Regions from separate parts of the Mus musculus genome. Here region 2 is linked to region 1. Evidence: chromatin contacts called from public promoter capture Hi-C data. All regions are on one chromosome and are shown on one strand. The core of a region is the stretch at or near the end of the contact, and the rest is flanking DNA. Distances in the headings are between cores, read along the strand shown.

Evidence for each region. Promoter capture Hi-C pulls out the DNA fragments that hold promoters and counts their contacts.
Region 2: a contact with region 1 is called in a promoter capture Hi-C map of hematopoietic stem and progenitor cells, with 2.0 times the contacts expected there. The contact joins the enhancer-like site here to the promoter of Barx2 in region 1. A contact is called at or near these places in 13 of 39 promoter capture datasets (the 3T3-L1 cell line, 3T3-L1-derived adipocytes, cranial neural crest and 9 more), 1 of 15 datasets of contacts at CTCF or cohesin (embryonic stem cells), 4 of 484 Hi-C or Micro-C datasets (DN3 thymocytes, the HL-1 cell line, cerebral cortex and 1 more), 7 of 115 datasets of contacts at active chromatin or transcription factors (astrocytes, bone marrow-derived macrophages, embryonic basal ganglia and 3 more) and 2 of 9 other capture datasets (adipose tissue and embryonic stem cells).

What each region holds. Positions count from the first base shown.
Region 1 is chr9:31,909,978-31,916,866 of GRCm38.p6, forward strand. It overlaps Barx2 (BarH-like homeobox 2), which reads right to left and starts at 3,308. Exons shown (of 4, transcript NM_013800.2): 1 at 2,928-3,308. The coding sequence starts at 3,114. It overlaps Gm31497 (a long non-coding RNA gene), which reads left to right. Exons shown (of 3, transcript XR_379218.3): 3 at 1,036-1,221.
Region 2 is chr9:32,146,270-32,153,158 of GRCm38.p6, forward strand. It overlaps Arhgap32 (Rho GTPase activating protein 32), which reads left to right. Exons shown (of 23, transcript NM_001370958.1): 3 at 5,653-5,744; 4 at 6,399-6,440; 5 at 6,771-6,855. Among named protein-coding and RNA genes, the nearest start is that of Arhgap32, 120 kb to the left of the region's middle. Within about 2 kb of position 4,207, at least 72 of the 459 cell types and tissues checked have an H3K27ac peak or open chromatin away from gene starts, as enhancers often do. A contact at or near this core is called in DN3 thymocytes, adipose tissue, hematopoietic stem and progenitor cells and 1 more, where this site is marked.

The sequences.
Region 1 (6,889 bases), core at 2,058-4,557:
TTAAATGGAGGCTTACTTTAGTTTGTTGGGTATGTTTTTTTTTTAATTTAATGATGAAACTTTCCTTTAGTTTGACTTAAAAAGGATTCTCTTTCTCAGTATCAATTCTCTTTCTTGGATTTAGGAGAAACTACTGGGGGAGAAAAAAAAAACATTTAGAAGTCACTCTGTAAGAGTAAAACTGCTGTGTTTTCAATAAAGACCTGTTAAAATGAACAATACTTTTCTAATGATGAGTGTTCCACCAAGGGAGAATGTTTAGTAATGAATGACTGCCAGGTGATTATCTGACTAATGAAAAAGGTTTCCATTCCTCTGTTTACTTAAATACACACTCTACTGCCTGCGGAGATTTGATATCATGCATTGCCACTTGGATTACTAAATCTAGCAACACGGACTGCTTAATTAGGTGGAAGTCTTCTAAATGTGGCTTTTGTTCCGCCCTTATCCTTCATGCTTATTGAACACGCTGGTCAACAGTGGAGCAGATTGTGGAGAGATTTTTAGTCTTCATTTTCAACATTCTGCCTGACCGAGTTCACTTCTGTCACAGTTACTTAAGCTTGGTGGAGGTGTGCAAACTTTAAAAATGAGAAAATTGGTCACTTTAATTCCAGTGTAAGTTTCCACTTGTTTTGAATTTCTCCGACAGTGTTTCGGCCACCTAGGCTGCACATCTGTCTCTATCCAGAAAAATGCATTACTGTTTCGCTGTAGATACCAGCAACTCCAGTTTTATTATTTTTAATTAATTTTTAAAAGATTGTAGCTATCCTAGCTAAGGGTTTTTTGTTTTTTGTTTTGTTTTGTTTTGTTTTTTGACCCTGATTTGGACAGTTAAAAAGTACAAGACAGCTTTGAAAGCATAAAACCCCAGAGAAGTCTCTAATGGGCTTCCTATGATCTCATACACGCAAGGCTTTCTCTGTAACCGTAAACCCACTGTAGGCTTACGATCTGGAAGTATCAACTATTGTAGCCAGTTTTTATGAGTTTAATTCCACTAGCAAATCCTACTTTCTATATTTTAAGTCTCAACTACAGCAAATCAAGCACATTTTGAAAGAAACGATCCAGGGGGAAGAATGGAAAAAGAAGGCAAGAAAACCACCGCAAATAACCTCTCCTGCAGCAAACCAAGAACTTCTAGGAACACAGGACAAGCCTGCGACCATGTCAACTCACCTTTATTGCTCACAAAACTGCCTTTGAATCATTGCAGTGTGCCTGTTTTATTTCCCACCCAAGGTTCCATAAATCATGGAACTAGCCTGGACTGACTACGTGAAAACTTTCTGGGCCTTTTTCTCCCTCTCTTTTTCCAGCATGTTTTCTTGCATGACCCAACTCTGTGACTCCCACAAGCCATGGAAAGTGGCCTTAGAATTACATCAAAGCCCCTGAAAGGCAGCAGGTACTAAACAGGGCCCTGGGTCCCTCAGGAACTGAACCTATCTTCTGGGTAGCGAGACTCAACGGGGTACAATGAGAATTGTCACGGGGGGGGGTCCTCATTGGGATTTTATTGTTGTGGCAAATAAATGTTCTCAAAGAGAAGATTTAGCCTACTTCTCCAGCCCCAAACATTCACAGATGACTCATTGGAGACTCTACATATATAGCAGACAAAATGCCAGCAGGGTGGGCCTCTATCTTGTTTCTCAAATCTATTTAATGTATACCTTGATTATTTTCTTGTTTATAAAATTCAGTATTACAAGGCTTGTTGTGGGATATCAAGTCTAAAACTACCTTGCTGAAAGAAGTGAAATATTCATTTTATGGCCAAATGTAGGAGTAACTTGATTTGGGAAAAACCTCTCCCCATATTTATTATTTAGACTTAGTGACTAGCATGGCTGGACCGTGGGAGAGATGGAATTCCAAGTATTACATTTAGCAGCTTTTTATCCCCGAAGTTCAGAAAAGAAGTCTGGGAACCACTGCAGTGGGCACACACTTCCATTTTTCCAATTATAATTTCGTGAGTTTGTTTCATGGCAGTCATACAGCAAGCACAGAACCAAAGGCCCAAAGCACTTGTTTGCTCTCAGTGGAAAGCACAGTCAAGAACTTCCTTGAAAATATTTTCAACTGTTTTAGCTCCACCTAACTTTTTTGTAGCCTGATCCCCATCTGCCAGGGAACTTTGAAACCCAGAGCTTCTCTAAATGTACACCCTGTTTTAAATGTCTTTGGATTGATTTCCTACAGATCTACTTTTTCAATGTAATTACTAAATTCTCTGTTTCCTTCCTATTGGTCTAGTTTTTGTGGACAGAGGAAACCAGGTTTGAGGGTTTTTTTTTTTTTAAAAAAACTGTTACTAGTGTTGGTTTTAGTCACTTAAAACAAACAAGGGGTTTATCCTTTCTGCTTGTGTCAAAACTCAGCACAGCCCAAAACTACTTTCCTGAGGGCAATCATTTTAAGTAAAGTTTGATGTAGTCACAAGTTTATTTTGAAGCCCATGAAACCGATTTACCTGTAAAATTACAAAAGAGGCTGGGCAATCTAACTCTAGGTGAAAGATGAGACCACCAAATTAAAGTTGAAACTGACAAGCTCACTGCGTGAAACCGCCTAGGCACTGAATCTGTTCAAGTGTTTGAAGTTTCTCACTAAAACCCCCGGTAGTGCCAGGGAGAAGGACGCTTTCTCCAAGAAGCCAGGACAGTTATGCTACATTGGCGTCTCACTCCAAGGACCACTTGGTCTTAACTCATCTCCCATCCAGGGAGCAGTACCTGCCCAGGCCCGGTTGCAAACGCTTTTGAATGCCCACCACTGGCGGGCGAGTCTGTTCTTGCAAGGACGCAGGAAAAGAATCCTTTGGTCCCTCTGGCTCTCAGGTTGGAAAGCAGAGGCGACCGCACACGGGCAAAAGTACAGCAGCCCACTATATCGCCCAGCGGTTGTCTTACCGGTACAAGAGTGCAGGGGCTTGGGTCGCACCACCAGCGACGGGCACACAGAGTAGAGGGAAAGTTTCTCAAAGTAGTCGCAGGTCTCCTTGGAGAGGATCTCATCGATCATGAAAGTCTTGTAGCGCCGCCTGGCTGCTTTGAGCTGGCCGGGTGAGCTCAGCCTCAGTTCCGCGTGGCAGTGCATGGTGAGCCGGGACCAGAGCCTGGCGACCTGAGCGCGGCGAGCGCCTGGCCGTCCGGGACCGCAGGAGGTGGCTCGCTGGCTGGGGCCTGAGCCCCGCTCCTCGGCAGCCAGAGGGGCGGCGGGGCCCGGGGAGGCGCGCAAAGCAGAGAGGGCACGGGCGCGCCTGCTGCGTCTACACCCACCCGCCGAGCAGCATCTTTGACTACAGCCTTTTTGGGACACCGCAGCTGTCAATCAGCGCGCACTTCCTGCAGGGCCAGGTGCGGAGCGCGAGCCGAGGGGCGTCGGCCGCTACCCCGCCCCTGCGCGCCCGTGCGGCTGGGGTGCTGACCTGCGCACCCCGGGTCCGACCGCTCTTGCCCGCTGCCTCCCGCCGATCCGAGAGTCGAGCGCTCCCCAGGCGGCTCTATTTTAAGACACTCGCTCCGGTTCTCCTTTCCCCCTCCCCCAGCTCCAGGTGTGTGTACGGGTGTGTGCGCGCGCTCGTGTGTGTGTGTGCACGCGCAGGACTGCGGGCGCGCGCCTCCTTCTCCAGGGACTCAGGAGTCTAGCCGCCACTTTTCCGAGTCGCATCGCCCCTCTGTCCTCCCTTAGCGCCAGTCCTGCTAAAGGGGGCACCGCTCCCGCCCCTCCGCCCCCGCAACCCTATAGGCAGCTATGTCCACACCTCTTGCCATAAAGCAGTGGCATCTTCATCCAGAATCGCGAAGCTCCGGGCTCCAGAGCGCGCGCTTTCCGACGACCACCGAGCCTCACTTGTCCCCGCTGGGCCATTTCCCTAAACCACAGTGTCCTCTCTCAACCCAGCCCACAGCTCCGAAGCCCGCGCTGCAGCCGTGCGCTCCCGAGGTGGGGCATTTGCTCCAAGGTTGCAAACTTGATTGCCTCACTACGACCCCAAACTACAAATGAATTTAGCACACTCCGTTATCCCAATTATAAACTAGGGTAGTAATGTGGTGTGTGTGAGTGTGTGTTTAAATTCTGTTCATACAACGGTTTTCTTTTGCCAGAAAGGGCCAAAACAGCGGGATCGCGACGTGCCCGCGGCCCTTCCAAAGTTAGCCCAAATTCTGGCTTTTCCTAGTGCCCAATCCCGCTTTCCATTCCGGGGTATAACACACTTCTGGTATTGGGGGATGGTTTGCCTCTTTCTTCCTAGCGTCCTAATCTCAGAATCTGTTCCTACCAATGTCTGTACGAACTTTGTTCCTAACCACAATCCTTGCGTTAGAGCGTCCGGCCCGCACCTAAGCGCCTAGGACAGCTCCTGCTGTCAGTGACTCTTCCAGCCGGCCGGCCGGCCGTGGGAAACGACCTCCGGGTGCACTCCCAGCCCCCAAGACTGTGCCCCTGAAGTGGTGTGCGCAAGCTGGAAAAGAAACGGACAGCGGGGACACAGAATTTGGGACAAAACAGCCGATGGTGTTTGCCTGACGCTCGCACGGTGCGACTGATCCCGTGGCTACGCGCTCCGAGCATGGTTAGCCGCGGAAGCAAGTCGGGACGCGCACCTGGGCCGGTGGTTAAACTCGCTAAGGAACAAACTTGCTGAACTAATGATTAAACACTTAAAGAAAATAGGCATTAATAGACTGAATCATAGTCGAGCGTTTGCTGTGGGCATCAGCTCGTATTAATGATTTTTATTTCTCGTGTGTCTGCCTCTGCCTGATTTCTCTTTCCTTCTTAACTCTTGAGATTGCTTTTATTTCTGCTGTACCAGACATAGGTAGCCAGCACTGCAGCTAGGTACCCCAGAGGCTGAGGTCCTTGCCTTTATCCCTGGACTCTGTGGACTATCTGCTGTGGAGGACGGAGGGCCTAGGACCTGTCGGGGTGCGCCACCGGTCGCCTCGACCCGCTACGCGAGGAGCCAGGGGCCAGGGACCCAGCGCAACACTCGCTGCCGTGCTAATCCTGAGGCGCTGCTCTCTTGAGTCACCCGTACAGTGCCATGCCGCACCATAGGCAGCCACGAAGAAACTAAGTGCTTGGCGGGAATTGAGTCTGACGGAGGCGACAGGGAGACCGGCTTGCAGCGCTCGGAGCCCGGCATCCGAATGGCCTCAGGGCCGGAGCTTGAGCGTGCCGCTGCGCTTAGGCTAGCAGGTTCCGGAGTGGTCTCGCGAAGGCGTGCGCTCTGGGTCTCACTATCGGTAACCCTGTCTCTGTCCTGCACTCCTGTCCTTCAACCTTTTTTCTTTCTTTCTCTTGGCTCTTCCCTCTTTTTACCCCTCTCATTTCTCCCTTTCCCTCGTTGGTACTCGCCTTTGGGGCTTCTAAGTTTGGGCTCCTTTTTCTCTTTCCTTACTTCTGCCCTTCGTTCCGTTCTTCCCCCCATAATGCATGCTTGTTTCTTTTTCTTCTTCCCTTTCTTTCTCCCTCTCCACCTTTTCTCTCTCCAAACTCGAGTCAGGAGTGGCATTTGTGAACCCGTACCCAGGGAAGCTCTTAGACAGACCAAGTGCTTGAACTCCTAGCCCAGTCTGCAGGAATGGACTGGCCCCATGACAAGTCTTTCCAAGTGGGGCCTCATTCTGTCGTCTTACTGCTCCCTTCTTCCCATAGAGCCTCAGGCACAAAATTCACTTAAACCCTCCTGTCAATTTGGCTTGAAAGCTAGTGAATTTTGATAGCCAAAGAAGTAGAGAGCATCCCCCATCGGTGCCTTACAAACTTTCTCTCTCTTTTTTACCCCCCCCTACAAGGAAGGAAGGGGACTGGAAGAACAAATTCCCGCTGAAGGAAGGAATAAGCAGCCCTGAATCTTGGAGCCTAGAGTCTTTGGCTGTCTGGTATTCGTTCCCTAAACTGACCTTGGCTTTTCATTTCCAAACGGTAATCCTAATTTCTACTTCACAGGGTTGGCCTTTTACAAGCCTTGCCTTTAATTGGAATGCTCTGCCACCCCTCCCCTCTCTTCTTTGCCCAGAAAAACCAGAGACACATCCAAATACAACCTCCTCTCGAGCAGCCTCGTCTCATCCCTAAGCTTGTCCTTTACTGTTCCTGCCCCTATCCCAGCAGTTCTGTCAGTGTGCTCTTTGTTTATTTCACCCGATGGATAGTGAATTCCTGATGGCCGATGCCTTATTGAACATTATTCACCCCCTACCATCATATAGTGCCTGACACATGGTCGCTTCTCAGTGAATGTGCCATGAACACATGATTGTATGGAAGCTCTGGAAATAAAATTAAATAATGTGTTTGATGGGACATCAACTCTTAATTAGTTGTACTAAATTTGTCTTTCTCTTTAAATGAGTCTCTCCCCTTTCCTTGTTAATTTTGAGCTTTGAACAATGGCATGTAGCCCAATTTCTTTTATTTTCTTTTTTCCCCCCTTCAAGCTCCCCTTTTTTCACCCTCTCTGCGCCACACTTAGATTGCAAAGCATCCCTACTGGGAGGAAGCACACCCCAGCTGTCAATCACAAGTGGGACCTTGGTCAGAAGAGTAGTGGGGGTTTTGTTTCCAACGTTAATGAAGTGGCTGGAACATGAAACATCTGCCAGAGGGGCTCAAACCTTCTCCAGCTGCTGGAGACTGGCAGACACTCTTCAGTGTCCAGGCATCATACTCGGTCAGTGTCTGCCCTTGCGACCGACCCCGACGACCGCAGAGGAACACACATGGAGAGGGCCAGACTGTTTACACTGAGCAGTGAGCATACACGGTGAGAAAAATTCACACTCTGAAGGACAGGTTTCCCAGGATCACACACCCACTCCCCAATTTGGCCTCTGATTCCTAAGACAGCTCAGCATAA
Region 2 (6,889 bases), core at 2,957-5,456, 240 kb after region 1:
GTTGTCTTCTCTACAGTTGATGAACATGGCATGTGCTTTTTATATCTCTCCTAAGTGTTGAGGCCGGGATGAAGCCATGTGACAGCTCCCTGTTCCTGTTACACATCCTCATGCAGCAACCGACACTTTCGGTTCAGTATTTAGTCAGCTCTCAGCTGTGTTTTCATGTAGAACTCAGGTCAAAACCTCATCAGAAGGCACTTCCCATACACTCAGGCATGTGCCTTGCCCTGACTGAGCTTCTCAGGGCCTTCTGCACTTGTCAGGCGGGCTGTGTGGAAGCCCTCACACCTTTCTCACTGCACAGCAGGGGTGACGACAGATTGCTCCTCAGAGGCCTCAGTTCTGTGTTGCTGTTTCTTACACTGAAGACCTTAGGCTTGCAGTCACATTAGTAGTTGCTTGCTTGCGCTAATCTTCTATTTTTATTCATTTCAAAGTTTAATTTTATTTATTGTTAATGTGCTCATGCTTGTACGTGGTGTGGTGTGATGTGAGAACAAGCACGTGTGTGCCGTGGCATGCACGTGGAGGTCAGGGGGCAGCTTAGGAGGTGGTTCTCTCCTTGCACCATGGCATCTGGGACTGAACTCAGGTGGGCAGGCTCGTGCGGAGCCATGGTCCATCTTATACCCTTAATAATTTGAAAATGAGAATATGAGCTTTATAGAAAGCAGTTTGTTTTATCTAGAAACTATCCTTGGAGGGATATACTGTTTTCTTATTGCCATTTGAAGTGATCCCTCTCTGCCTAGCCACTAACATATAATTAGGATCATTTGTTTTATTTCATTTCTCTATTTTTAGAGAGTGCTGCTTTTTCCCACTTTAATTTATTTTTACTGTGATTTAACTCATTTATGTGGCCTGCAGATCTCAAAATAGGAACAATCTGTCTTTTATTCTTTTTTCTCTCTTCCCTGTTGGTAAACATTTAAATTAGTTTTTTCCCGCTCTTCTCTTTTTTAAGCAAAACGCACATGTATATCCATATTTGCTGTTTCTAAGGAAGCACGGTGAAGACTCCGTCACAGCAGTAGACGGTAGTCTTTCTGATTGCTTTATAGCCATGATCAGTCTCTTGCATGGACACAGCATTACTGTGCTCATCTGGTCCCCTGCTAATAGAAATCTACACGGCTTCTGATTCTTAGTTACTAGAAATAGCCTTGGAAGAGAATAGCCCTTTATGCAGGTGACAGTTTGTACTCTTGCCAATGTAAGATGAAAATGGCAAAAAGAAAAGCAGTCCTGTCTTGGTAGAATGTGATAGGACAGAGATGAGTGTCTTCAGCTTCCAAGCCTCAGCCATAAGTGTGTCATGCAGACGTGTGAGTTTTATCACATAAATTGTATATATTAAGTCAGTACTGTAATGTTTACCCTATTCATTTTAATTACAATTAAGATGGAAAGATATATAGATTTAAAAATAATATACCCTCTTATATTTCTGGAGTGAAGTCAATTTAGTTATGATGTATTTTTATTGATAAAATGAGTTCGTTTTGCTGTTTTGCAACTGGCCTATAATTTTCTATTTTACTGTTGTCTGAATTTTCACCATTTAATTTTTATTTATCTTTTAATGGATGCCTAGTTTACATATAGTAAGTAACTTCTCCATATGTAATAATTATACATACACACACATATATAATGTATATACATATAAAATCATATCACATAATTGCACACACATATATAATTTTACTTGTTTTCTCCAAATATGAACAAGATCAAGATTCAAAAATAGGATGTTATGTAAAATTCAGGAAACTCTTGAATGTTTCTCAGTCAACCTTTTCTACCAGGTGTATCTATCACTCCCATACAAGAAATCCTGCACCATGGATGTGCCGTTTGTATTTGCCTTCTTTTGCATATTTAATAGAATCCCACATGATCCTTTCTGCTTCTGTGATGGTTATTTTCATCTAGGACTACTTCATATTCTTGCTCATTGTTAGATCTTATCTTTAGTGATGTCCTCATTGAAGTCTGATCTTTTTCTGTTATATATTTTTTGTTTGTATGTACATATTGTTAGGGTTCAGCCAATTTTTTATTAAACTAATAAAATTTATTTTAAAATATACAACTCAGTATTGACATTTTTAAGTCATCAGAGTAATTTATAATAGTTAAATGCCTCTTAAATATACATGATATCTTCTGAAGCTAAAAGTAATATACACTCAACCAGTTTTTAAAATTTATTTGAACATTAAACATGATAGAAGTAGAAAAAAAATCTCTTATGAAATCCTCTATGAAAGGAAATTGTGACAGGTTCCTGATTAGACAGAAACCATTCCTCCTCCAAGGGAGAACAGGCAGTGAACCTGGCTTCATAGAATGAGTTGGGTAGTGTTCCTTCTGTTTCTATTTTGTGGAATAGTTTGAAGAGTATTGCTGTTAGGTCTTCTTTGAAGGTCTGATAGAATTCTGCACTAAAACCATCTGGTCCTGGGCTTTTTTTGGTTGGGAGACTTTTCATGACTGCTTCTATTTCTTTAGGGGTTATGGGATTGTTTAGATGGTTTATCTGATCCTGATTTAACTTTGGTATTTGGTATCTGTCTACAAAAATTGTCCATTTCATCCAGATTTTCCAGTTTTGTTGAGTATAGGCTTTTGTAGTAGGATCTGATGATTTTTTGAATTTCCTGTTTCCATTGTTATATCTCCCTTTTCATTTCTGATTTTGTTAATGTGGAAATTCAGTCTCTGCCCTCTGGTTAGTCTGGCTAAGGGTTTATCTATCTTGTTGATTTTTCTCAAAGAACCAGTTCCTGGTTTTGTTGATACTTTGTATACTTCTTTTTGTTTCTGTTTGGTTGGTTTCAACCCTAAGTTTGTTTATTTCCTGCTGTCTACTCCTCTTGGGTGTGTTTGCTTCTTTTTGTTCTAGAGCTCTCAGATGTGCTGTCAGGCTGCTAGTGTATGCTCTTTTTGGAGACACTCAGAGCTCTGAGTTTTCCTCTTAGCACTGCTTTCATTGTGTCCCATAAGTTTTGATATGTTGTGCCTTCATTTTCATTAAATTTTAAAAGTCTTTAAAGGGACAGGGCACAGGCAGGGAGGGGGATTGCCGCTGCCCCCTGTGCTGCTGCTGCTCCAAGACTGCACTGGCTGCACTGACCTGAGTAGGGCTTAGCCAGTGGAAGGCTGAGAGCCAGCAAGGGCAGTGCGGGGGAGCTTCTGGTGGTGGAAGTTTTGGGGGAGCAGTTCTCTTCCCTGCCAGTGTTGCAGCTCTTATGACAGACGCTCTCAGATGAAGCAGTACTTCTTACACCTTTGTTCCTTCTGGGTAGGGTCTTATATACAGTTTTGGGGTGGGTTGGGGTCTGAAAGTAGGTGCTTCCTATTGGCTTGGTCTGAGAGGTTAGAGATGCCTCATCTACATGTGGGAGGGCTTGGGGTGCTACCTCTATGTGACTAATGGCCACAAATCTCTCCATGGGGGGCTGTGGGTACATGTCAGGGGCTGGGTGCTAGGAGGAGGCAAAGCTCCTCAGGGTCCCTGAGGCTTCTAGCCTTAGCTCCATCTTACCAGGCTTTCTCTCACAGCCCACTACCCCACATCCAATTATTATCTCACCAGTTCTTATCCGTCATCACCTATTCCCATGCTAAAATATCTTTAAATATCAACATAAAACCATTTAAAAAAAGGAAGATGAGGGAATCATCTACTAGACAAGTTGGCAAACGTATTCTTACAGGGCCATCTGGTGCATGCTGTAGGCCCGTGAGCCACAATGTTCAGGCAGCTTCCCAACTCGGACCAAACATGGCCACAGTCCATTAAAAGTTACTATAAAAATCAGGGACCTACAAATTCAGTCCTACAGCATTTGACCTATAGTCTGGTGGCCAGTGAAACCATTACTCAACCAACTTTTGTGTGAAGTTGCCTAAATGGTTGCCTCATCTGTCTTGAAGGCTTAGAGCTTGTTTTGTTTTGTTGGCTTAGAGACACTGACTTTGTGGTCTACATTTTTATTTCACTGAATATATTAATAGATCGCACAGTTTTCACTTTCTATCCATAACAGAAGAGAGAAGAGAGTAGCAAAGGAAGAGGATACTTCACAATGACCAGAAACCTCAACAGATGGCTCCAAGTGATACCAGCCCTGTAGCCAGCAGCGGAGGGAAAGAGACAGCACAGTTCTCACTAACGTGCAGACGCAGACCAGAGATGAAAAAGTGTGTGGTGTGTGATGTCACAGCTGAGGAGTGAACTGTTTCCTTACACTCGCACACATGCGCGCTCTCTCTCTCTCTCTCTCTCTCCTCTCTCTCTCTCTCTCTGTCTATTTCTTTCTCTCTTTGTCTTTCTCTCTCTCTTTCTTACACACACACACACACACACACACACACTGACCAGTTTTTTCATAAGAAAGAAATGTAGTTAAGGTTGTGATTCTTGAGTTAGGAAGCTAAGGCAGGAAGACCGTGAGTCTAAGTCCAGTTTACACTGCCTAGATTTTGTCATTGTCCTTTTTAAGGCTGTGGAAGGTTGTAATTTTCTTCTCAGCATACCTTGAGTTGTGCAGTCTGATAATGCTGAGCCAGGTGACATATTCTGCTTTTCTGTTCTCAGGATTAACTTGTATTAAGCATTAATATTCTGATCTAGACTTAAGCATGGATTTACTTATGATAGATACTTGGATTTAAATTTTGTTTGTTTGTTTGTTTTTCGAGACAGGGTTTCTCTGTATAGCTCTGGCTGTCCTGGAACTCACTCTGTAGACCAGGCTGGCCTCGAACTCAGAAATGTGCCTGCCTCTGCCTCCCAAGTGCTGGGATTAAAGGCATGTACCACCACGCCCGCCTAAATTTTGTTTTTTCCCCCAGACTGCTACAAAATTCTTGCTTTTAGATGTTTTTAATTAGACACCTGAATGTTTCACTAAATTTCATAATCCTCTCTGAGAACTGGGGTAGACTGAGGAGTATGTTGGCATACATATGGCCTTCAGGATTTGAAATGAGAAATACCCGTTGCTCCACTGTTAATAGGACCTGTTAAATGGGTCTCACTAGATGGTAGTGACACTTATCTTTTTTTTTTTAAGATTTAGTTATTTTTATGTATATGAGTACACTGTAGCTGTCTTCAGACACACCAGAAGAGGATATCAGATCCCATTACAGATGGTTGTGAGCCACCATGTGGTTGCTGGGAATTGAACTCAGGACCTCTGGAAGAGCAGTCAGCGTTCTTAACTGCTGAGCCATCTCTCCAGCCCCATAGTATCATTTTAAACTTTGGTTTGTAATTATAATGTAACCAGGTTTATCTCATTTCAGTAATTTCTAGGAGATGTTTTAGTTTATATTGAGAATCTTAATTGCTGATTATAAAATTTTATGATATGAACTCGAATTTATTTTTACAGTAAACTTTCTTTTATGCGGTAAGTTCAGGTATTTAAATTTAATATTTCTGTTAGCTTATTCTGAATTGCTAGTGGTCAAGTAAGTTCATAATTTAAAGGAAAATATATAAAATCAAAACATGTTTCTATTAGTACAGGTTGAGAAGAACGAGTGAAAATGTATCTGTAGTCTGTTTTCATAAGAGACGTCTCAACTCTAGCAGGCTCACCATAGCTTTTCTGTTTCTTTCTTCCTAAGGCAAGAGGAGCAGATGTCCCTGAGATCCCTGGAGACCTGACTCTTAAGTCCTGTGGCAGTACAGCGAGCACGAAGGTTAAGCATGTGAAGAAGTGAGTGCTTCCAGGGCGGGCTCCAAGCGCGGTCCTACAAACGGGTGGCAGGCCTTCATTTGTTAGAAATAGTTTAACTAGATCAGAGTCTTCTATGCATGTAACAACTTATATTGTTAAGTCTCACATTGTAATTCAACAATGAACTGAACAGGTCTATATGCAACTCACTTTCCTAAAAATACGTATTTTCATCCTTCTATATTGTTGTTTACTAGGTTGCAGTTGTCTAACGAGAACGTATAGAGCTGGCCTCTTAACCTCTAATGCATAATCTCATTTATTAAGGAAAGTCCGCCTTTTCGGTTGAATTATGGAACCCTAGGTTTGTTTTTCTGAAGGAGATATCTAGAGTTTATTGTAATATAGAATACCTGAATCTTTGCCCCCCCCCCCCCATAGGGTTTCTCTGTGTAACAATCCTGCCTACCTTTGAGCTCAATTTGGAGACCAGGCTGGCCTTGAACTCTCAGAGATCTGGCTGCCACTGCTTCTCCAGTGCTGGTATTACAGGTGTGTGCCAGCACACCTGGCTCCCATGGAGTTCTAACAGGAAACCCAGGGTTTCCCTTGGTAAAGGAGGACTAGACAGGGACATAAGCCTCAGGTGTAAGCCTAGGGAAGACAAGGATAAAATGTTCGTTCTGTACCCAGGTCCACCCCTCCTGGACTGATGGGCTGTGACAACATTCACAGGTAAACTCTGCTGTGCTTTGTGTTGTGAATTCTGCTTCCCTGCAGAAGCTGGCACATTCTAGTTACTTTGCCCAAAGTATGGCTTTTCTATGAGCATTGATTTGAGGCAAGATTAAGAGGCTTAATGTTTTATTTTTTGGTTCATATCTATCCACTCAGTGCAGTATTCATCTGGTTCCATGTGTTTCTGAACAGGTCTGTGTGTGTTTGTGACTCACATGCATGTGCTTATCAAGTATTTTTGCTTGCATGAGCTTTGAAATCCTTGATCTTTCGACTAATTTTTAGTAGTCAACTATCTTGTTTCATATTTACTTTCATGTATTTTAGGTTACCCTTCACAAAGGGACACTTTCCAAAGATGGCTGAATGTGCACATTTTCATTATGAGAACGTGGAGTTTGGCAGCATACAGGTATATTTGAAACATTTCTTATATTCTGAATTGA